Linked DNA regions of Rattus norvegicus: region 1 is linked to region 2. Evidence: chromatin contacts called from public Hi-C data. All regions are on one chromosome and are shown on one strand. The core of a region is the stretch at or near the end of the contact, and the rest is flanking DNA. Distances in the headings are between cores, read along the strand shown.

Region 1 (3,306 bases), core at 526-3,025, 130 kb before region 2:
AAAAGACAAATCAGTTGATAAATGCTTCTTGCAAGCACAAGGATCTGCCCCCAAACTCCAAAATCCGTGTGTAGAAGGAGGCTCATAGTCCCGGTGATGAAGGCAGAAACAGGTAAATCCCCAGGGTTGACTGGCCAGTGGGCTTCAGGCTTTATGAAGCCCTGTGTGAAAAGAAGATGGTGCCTGAATAACAACAGCAGGTTGTCTGCGCCCCTACCACATCTACCCACACACATGCTTACACATGCAATAACACGTCTACCCACACTCATGCATACATATGCAATAACATGTCTACCCACACACATGCATACACATGCAATAATATGTCTACCCACACACATGCATACACATGCAATAATATGTCTACCCACACACATGCATACACATGCAATAACACGTCTACCCATACACATGCATACACATGCAAAATAAAATATGAAGGTGAAAAAATAATCGTCACTGAAAGCTACTAGCAGAAATTATGATCCTATCGGGTGGCAGATGTGGGGTTTATTGAATAGCGACTATAGTTTACAGCTTTTTACACGGAAAAATATTAGAAAATACACATCCAGGTTCAAATTTGTTATGTTGTGTTAGGAAAGCCAACTGCTTCAAACTTCACTTTCCTCATTTATAATACGAGAGCAAAGGTATTTAGAAAAAGTGTATTATATGCTTGTCTGTGAGGTAAATGGTAATATTTTTAAAGATCTGTTGATTAAAATATTGTTTGCATAGAGCAAATTTATGTTTTGGGAATAACATGCCATTTATTATGATGTATATAAGGAGTTAAAGAATGTAGTAATATAAGTAATAAGAAACAAGGGGGGAGATCTAATAAAAATAAAATTTAAACTTTTTATTTAAAAACAGTAAAATAAAAAAAGATTTTTAAAAAAGCCCTAAGGATATCCTTGGCTCTACAAATAGCAAAAAATGCTTTATTTCTTTAGTACCTAAAATCTGGAAGGAGCTGAAGGACATATGTATGTATTTACTTAATAGTGGGGGACCCACCATCATTTGGTGACAGGCGTGGTGTTCCAGTCAGTGGGATGAAATGCATGCGTCACACCAGTTTCTCTGGAGAGACTATTATTCATCACAGCAGTAATGTTCCCTTCACAAAGCTCCCACTGGAAGGGAAAAGGCACACTGGCAATTTATATACAAAAAGCAACCCACACTGGGCATTGAAAATTAGCTGGGAAACCTGTATGCAGTCTGTTAGTTATTCACAGACATGTTCTGACTTCTGATGGAAGGGCTGTGGTTTCATTATGTTATCATTACGGTAAAATCAGAAAGCAGCAGAGAAAGGTTGAAGAACTGGTTTGTAAACTTCTCTAGCTGGCAAACTGGAATATATGCGGGTTTTCTTGGTTTAGTTGCTGGGTAAAGATAGGCATCATTACATAGACCTGTGTTAGAGTAAGATGGTTGCTGTCCCTAGCTTTCACCTCTGTCCCACTGCTCCTCTGAGGTAGTTATGAAGTCACCCTCTTTCCTAGAAATACTGAACATTCCCTGCTGGAATTCCCTGGGTCTAGGATCTACAGACATTGCTTTTGTAAAGCAGGGCATGTGAGGAAAACATCTTTTAACACCAAAGGAAATGGTGTGATTGGAAAAGGTAAATGTACGGATTGTTCGGCAGATGAATCTGGATTTAAAACTAATAACATTTCCAGTTAACCCTACAGCCATTGCAGCTGCTCACTCTCCATTTCTCCCCCAAATGATTTAGCCCTGCATTCGCAGAGGCTTGGGTAATGTGCTATTCAAAAGTACATCCATGTACATCATCAGGCCTAATTATAACAGGAAATGTGAAAGAGACACGAGCCAAGAACATAATGTCTATTTTCAGATGGGAACCCCAAGTCCAAGAACACTTACCAATTTGCCTTAAATCTCACAACTAGTACGGAGGTGGGGCTGAAATCTGGTAAAGGAAGTGGGCCAACACTTTACGTTATGTACCTGGCACGCTTGCTAAAAAAAAGTAAGACTTCGTCTTCAGCCATGATAAGTTCAATCTGAATTTGAGTAATAAATCCTTAGCATCAGTAGTTCTGTCCAGCCCTAGCCTGGTAAGTGTGATACTAGGAAATACACAAGGCTGCTACCCTGTTAGCCCATTCTCCACATTATTCGTGCTCTACCCAAGAACCACTGGACTGAACAATACTCTGTAGCTAGCAAGCAAGCGGCACCAGAGTCACAAGCTTTAGTTTGGTCCTTCTCTTACAGTCATTATGGAGAGAGGCAGTAAACAGACACCACCTCCCAACCATTCTGGCTGCAGTGGGGAAGACAGACATGGTGGCTTGTGTCTGTCACTCCAGCCTTTGGGGAGATAAGGTTACTACAAGTTTGAGGCCAGCCTGGGCTACAAAGTAAGACCCTGTCTGGACAAAACAAAACAAGGTTACCATGAGTGCCCACAGGGGAGTGCCAGTGAGTCCACTAAGAAAGTGTCTTCTGGGCCTGGAGATATGACTCTGCAGTTAAAAATACTTAAGGGCTCTTGCCAGGACCCAGGTGTTGGTTTCCAGCACCTATGTGGCAGCTCTCAGCTATCTTTAATTCCAGTCCAAGAAACCAGATACTCTCTGCTGACCTCTTTAAGCGCAGGGTATTCATGTGGCGCACATACATACACATAGGCCAAGCATTCAGACACATCAAGTGAAAACAAAACAAAAAATGAAGAAAGGTTTTTTTGGGGGGGGGAGATGTCTAGGACTTGTTGTAAAGGATGAGGCGGGATTCTTCATGAAATGGAGAGCTGAAAGCATGTTTGTAGATCGTGATCCTAGCTCCCAGCTCTAAGGCAGGAGGAGTCAAGTACCAAGCCACCTTGGTCAGGCTAATAGGAAAACCCTGTCTCAAAACAAGACTAGACAAAGCAAAAACTAGAAAAGCAGAAGGAAATTCTAGGCACACCCAGAGAGAGACAGAGACAGAGACAGAGACAGACAACAGGAATAAATAAACCTTATGGCAAGGGGGTCAGGTGCATATTAAAGAGGAATGGTCCTTAATTATAATGGTCACTAATGCTCACTTAGCGTTTCCCTGTGCCAAGTGCTCCGAATGTATTTAATTCCCATCACCATCCTAGCAGGTGGGTAAAAGAAGAAATGGAGGCACACTGCTACTAAACCACTCAGCTTGTATCCCGGGGCCAATGCTTTCAACACTGCTATATGCTGCCTCCAGAGTGTGCACCTGAGTGTGTGTGTGTGAGCAAGAAGGGAGAAGAGGGAAAGGACATAGTAAAAACAGCATTGG
Region 2 (3,490 bases), core at 929-3,428:
CACACCCTGCCCCATCTTTAATTGCTTAAAAAAGATTTATTTTGTGTATCTTGGTATCTTACTTGCATGCATATATATGTATACTACCTGCATGCTTGGTGCCACAGATCCCCTGGAACTGGAGTTACAGTTGTGAGCTGCCACGTGGGTGCTGATAATTGAACCTGGTACCTGTAGAGGAGTATCCAGTCCTAACCTCTGAACCATTTCTCCCCCCATCTTTAGTTTTTAAGGTGATAATAAAAGTTAAGAAGTAAGAATTAAAATGGTTGTGGCAAAAAAGGCAGAATAAGAAATAGGAAAGAGTGAGGGAGATTAAATCAGGTGAGGACACAATGGCAGAAGTGGATGGATTCCTTTATAAGGAGAATTCTCTATCTTCCAAACATGAGGACAAATAATCTCTACTTGACAGTTGACTACTCTGTTGTTGGTCCTACTCGAGGTGGCTTGAATGAGAATGGCCCCCAAAGGCTCATATATTTGAATGGATAGTCATCAGGGAGTGACACTACTTGGGAAGGATTAGTAGGTGTGGCCTTGTTGGAGGAAGTGTGGTACTGTGGGTGGGCTTTGAGGTTTCCAAAGTCCAATTCAAAACCAGTGATGCTCTCTTCCTGCTACTTTGGGATCCAGACATAGAACTCTCAGCTATTTCTCCATATCATGCCAGACTGCATACTTCCAGGCATGATGAGAATGGACTAAACCTCTGGAACTGTAAGCCAGGCCCCAATTAAATGCTTTCTTTTATAAGAGTTGCTGTGGTCACAGTGTCTCTTCATAGCGATCAGAACTCTAAGACATTATTTTTTTTAAAGCCCAATAAATAAATAATAAATAAAAGTTCAGTGATGCTATTATAAAATTGTCAGTGTGCTCCACAACTTTAAACTTGATGATAGTTTGCAATCTACTGGAGCTTTCTTTCCCTTAATAAGCAGGTCGGGTTTGTCACCTCAAACTGGTCATCGTTGGGGAACATCTGATGCTGAGTCTAGACCCAGCACATAAAGTTAATAAAGATGTAGGAGAATGTTCGGAGACTCTTAAACCATTTCCCACCCTGTCATATACAAGTCTTCCTCGGATGTAGATTCTGAATTATTTTCACCATTTAGTACAGTGGGTCTCAACCTGTGGGCCTCAAACCCTTTGGGGGCACATATCAGATATTTACATTATGATTCATAACTAGCAAATTTACAGTTATGAAATAGCAACAAAATAATTTATGGTTGGGGGGTTAGCACAACATAGGTAACTGTGTTAAGGGGTCACGCTCAGCATTAGGAAGTTTGAGAACCACTGGTCTAGTTCAATGAATCTTTTCTAGCTCGACTATTCTTTGTATTTCGTGGATGTATTTAACGCACAGTAACTTTTCCAGTTACCAAGTACGCATAGGGTCTGGTTTTTTTGTTTTGCTTTGCTTTGCTTTTTTTAGTTAGAATTTCTGGACCGTTGAGCCCCATGTGTGATTAGCAGCACTGCGTTCAGGGCAAAAGCTCCACTGAACCTGGAGTTCCTCGTACTCAAAGGAGGCAACAAAGAGCTGCGCTGCTCCGTTGCCACTGCTCTGATTTCAGGAGCGTGCGAGGCGCAGCTGGCCAAGGTCTTTCAAGAGACACCTCCCCAAGTGTGGGCAACCCGCACTGGCCGCTCCCACTACAAAGAGTAAACCCTCGTCTGCATCCCGTCACCAGGGCAACCCTGCCACCCGACACCGGTGCTGTCAATAAATACCGCGTCCAGGGCTGGCACTTGAGGAGTGAGCACCGCGGCCGCCGTGCACCCAGAGCTCTGGCACCCTACGGCGCCCACTCAAGCTGCCTCGCCTCATAGCCTGCGGTGAAGCCTCCGCCGCCGCGCCCCAGCCCTGCTCCCGCTCGCCTGCCGCACGTGTGGGCCGTGATTGTCCCCGGCGGTATCCCTCCGCGCCCCCGCCTCAGCTCTCCCGCCCTCCCCGGGACCCTCGCCGGCTGCGCTGCGGAAGGATCGCACGCACGCGCGTACACGTCCCGCTGGCCGCGGAGAGCCGAGGGAGCTGCGGTGTGAGTCGGCCGTCGCCAGCCCCGCTGCAAGCGTCGCTCAGCCGCTGGCCCCTGAGCCCCGCGGCCGCGGCCGCCCGGCGCTCCCCGCTGCGGGTCCTGTCCCCGCCCGCCGCAGTTCCCCGGAGAGGGGCGGTCGGTGCCTGCGCAGAGCCGCCTCCTCCCCGCCCCCGCCCCGCCTCCACCGCCGCCGCCGCCGCCGCTGCTGCTGCGCCTCTGCTCCTGCCGTCCCCGCTGCAGTGCGAAGGGCTCGAAGATGGCCGGTTGGCAGAGCTACGTGGATAACCTGATGTGCGATGGCTGCTGCCAGGAGGCCGCCATTGTCGGCTACTGCGACGCCAAATACGTCTGGGCAGCCACGGCCGGGGGCGTCTTCCAGAGCATCACGGTGAGGCCCGGGGGCGCCGAGCCGGCAGGTGTGCGGCGGGCCTGAGGAAGGGGACGCCCGCCCGCGAGGAAGGGGATGAGGCCGGGGCTGAAGGATAGGGTACCGCCGGCTGAGGAAGGGCATGCAGCCGGGGGGGCCCCCGTGCCAGCCGCTGAGCCTGGGGATGCTGCCCGAGGCCGCGCGGGGGCGGGGCGGCCGGACTCTTCGCCCCGGCGGCGCCCCGGCTTGCGGCTGCCAGGGTGGAGGAGGGGACGTCACCCCGGGAGGCCCCTCAGCGTTCGGGGAGCCCGGCGGGCTGCAGTGCAGGTCCCCGGGTGTGGGCGGGAGGTCCTAGGCAGCAGGCTGGCCCTGGCTCGGCAGTGTGCGCGGGATGTGGGTGGCGGCGGTGGCCGGGTCCCGGGAATTAATGGAGTGACTTTGCGTAGGCTTGCGGGTGTCCAGGCCTCCTAGGCTGGAGAGAAAGGTACGCGGACCACGTAGGTGGAATCGTGAATCTACTTCAGCTGTGGCTCTATAGTTTTTTTTTTCCTCCAAGATGGCGAACTGCCATTGATTTCTCTTCTCCACCTATAGAGATTCATCGATATACTGTTATCCCCAGTTACGCAACATAGCTCTAAAAAGGGGATGGTTTAAGGGTGATTTAAAAAAAAAATCTGGGGAGTCGCTGGGGGGGGGTGACACTTCTCAAGTCACTCCCTCTTTAGTGATGGTAGTAAAAGAACTAATACCGATATCTGCTTCACGTTGTCTCATCTTCATGTGACTTGATGGCATTTGACTCGGTTGCCACACGTTTGGAGTATATTCGTCAATCAGCCTCCAGCACTGCTTATTGTTATGCTCGTTTCTATGCAATGCTCTTCTTTAAAATTTTGGCACCAGTATCAAGTACAAGACCATTCCCTTAATTTCTTAGTTCCACACTCCCACTCCCTTCCCATCACCTAGGAAAAATCAAGTCCCATATCACAGGTGCTCAGCATTTTACTACTTAACATGGTTTAATATATCAGTGTGGATTCAGTCCATGATAGGAGTGCTTTAAGAT

The links. Hi-C and Micro-C count contacts between places; a contact is called where the count stands out from the background.
Region 1: a contact with region 2 is called in a Hi-C map of psoas muscle, with 2.1 times the contacts expected there. The contact joins the enhancer-like site here to the promoter of Pfn2 in region 2. A contact is called at or near these places in 2 of 12 Hi-C or Micro-C datasets (mammary epithelial cells and psoas muscle).

Annotation. Positions count from the first base shown.
Region 1 is chr2:144,348,395-144,351,700 of GRCr8, reverse strand. The region is part of intron 1 of Rpl12-ps2 (ribosomal protein L12, pseudogene 2); the gene reads left to right. Among named protein-coding and RNA genes, the nearest start is that of Kmt5al1, 90 kb to the left of the region's middle. Within about 2 kb of position 1,775, at least 3 of the 93 cell types and tissues checked have an H3K27ac peak or open chromatin away from gene starts, as enhancers often do.
Region 2 is chr2:144,221,624-144,225,113 of GRCr8, reverse strand. Pfn2 (profilin 2) reads left to right here and starts at 2,178. Exons shown (of 3, transcript NM_030873.2): 1 at 2,178-2,439. The coding sequence starts at 2,308. All of the region lies in intron 1 of Rpl12-ps2 (ribosomal protein L12, pseudogene 2), which reads left to right.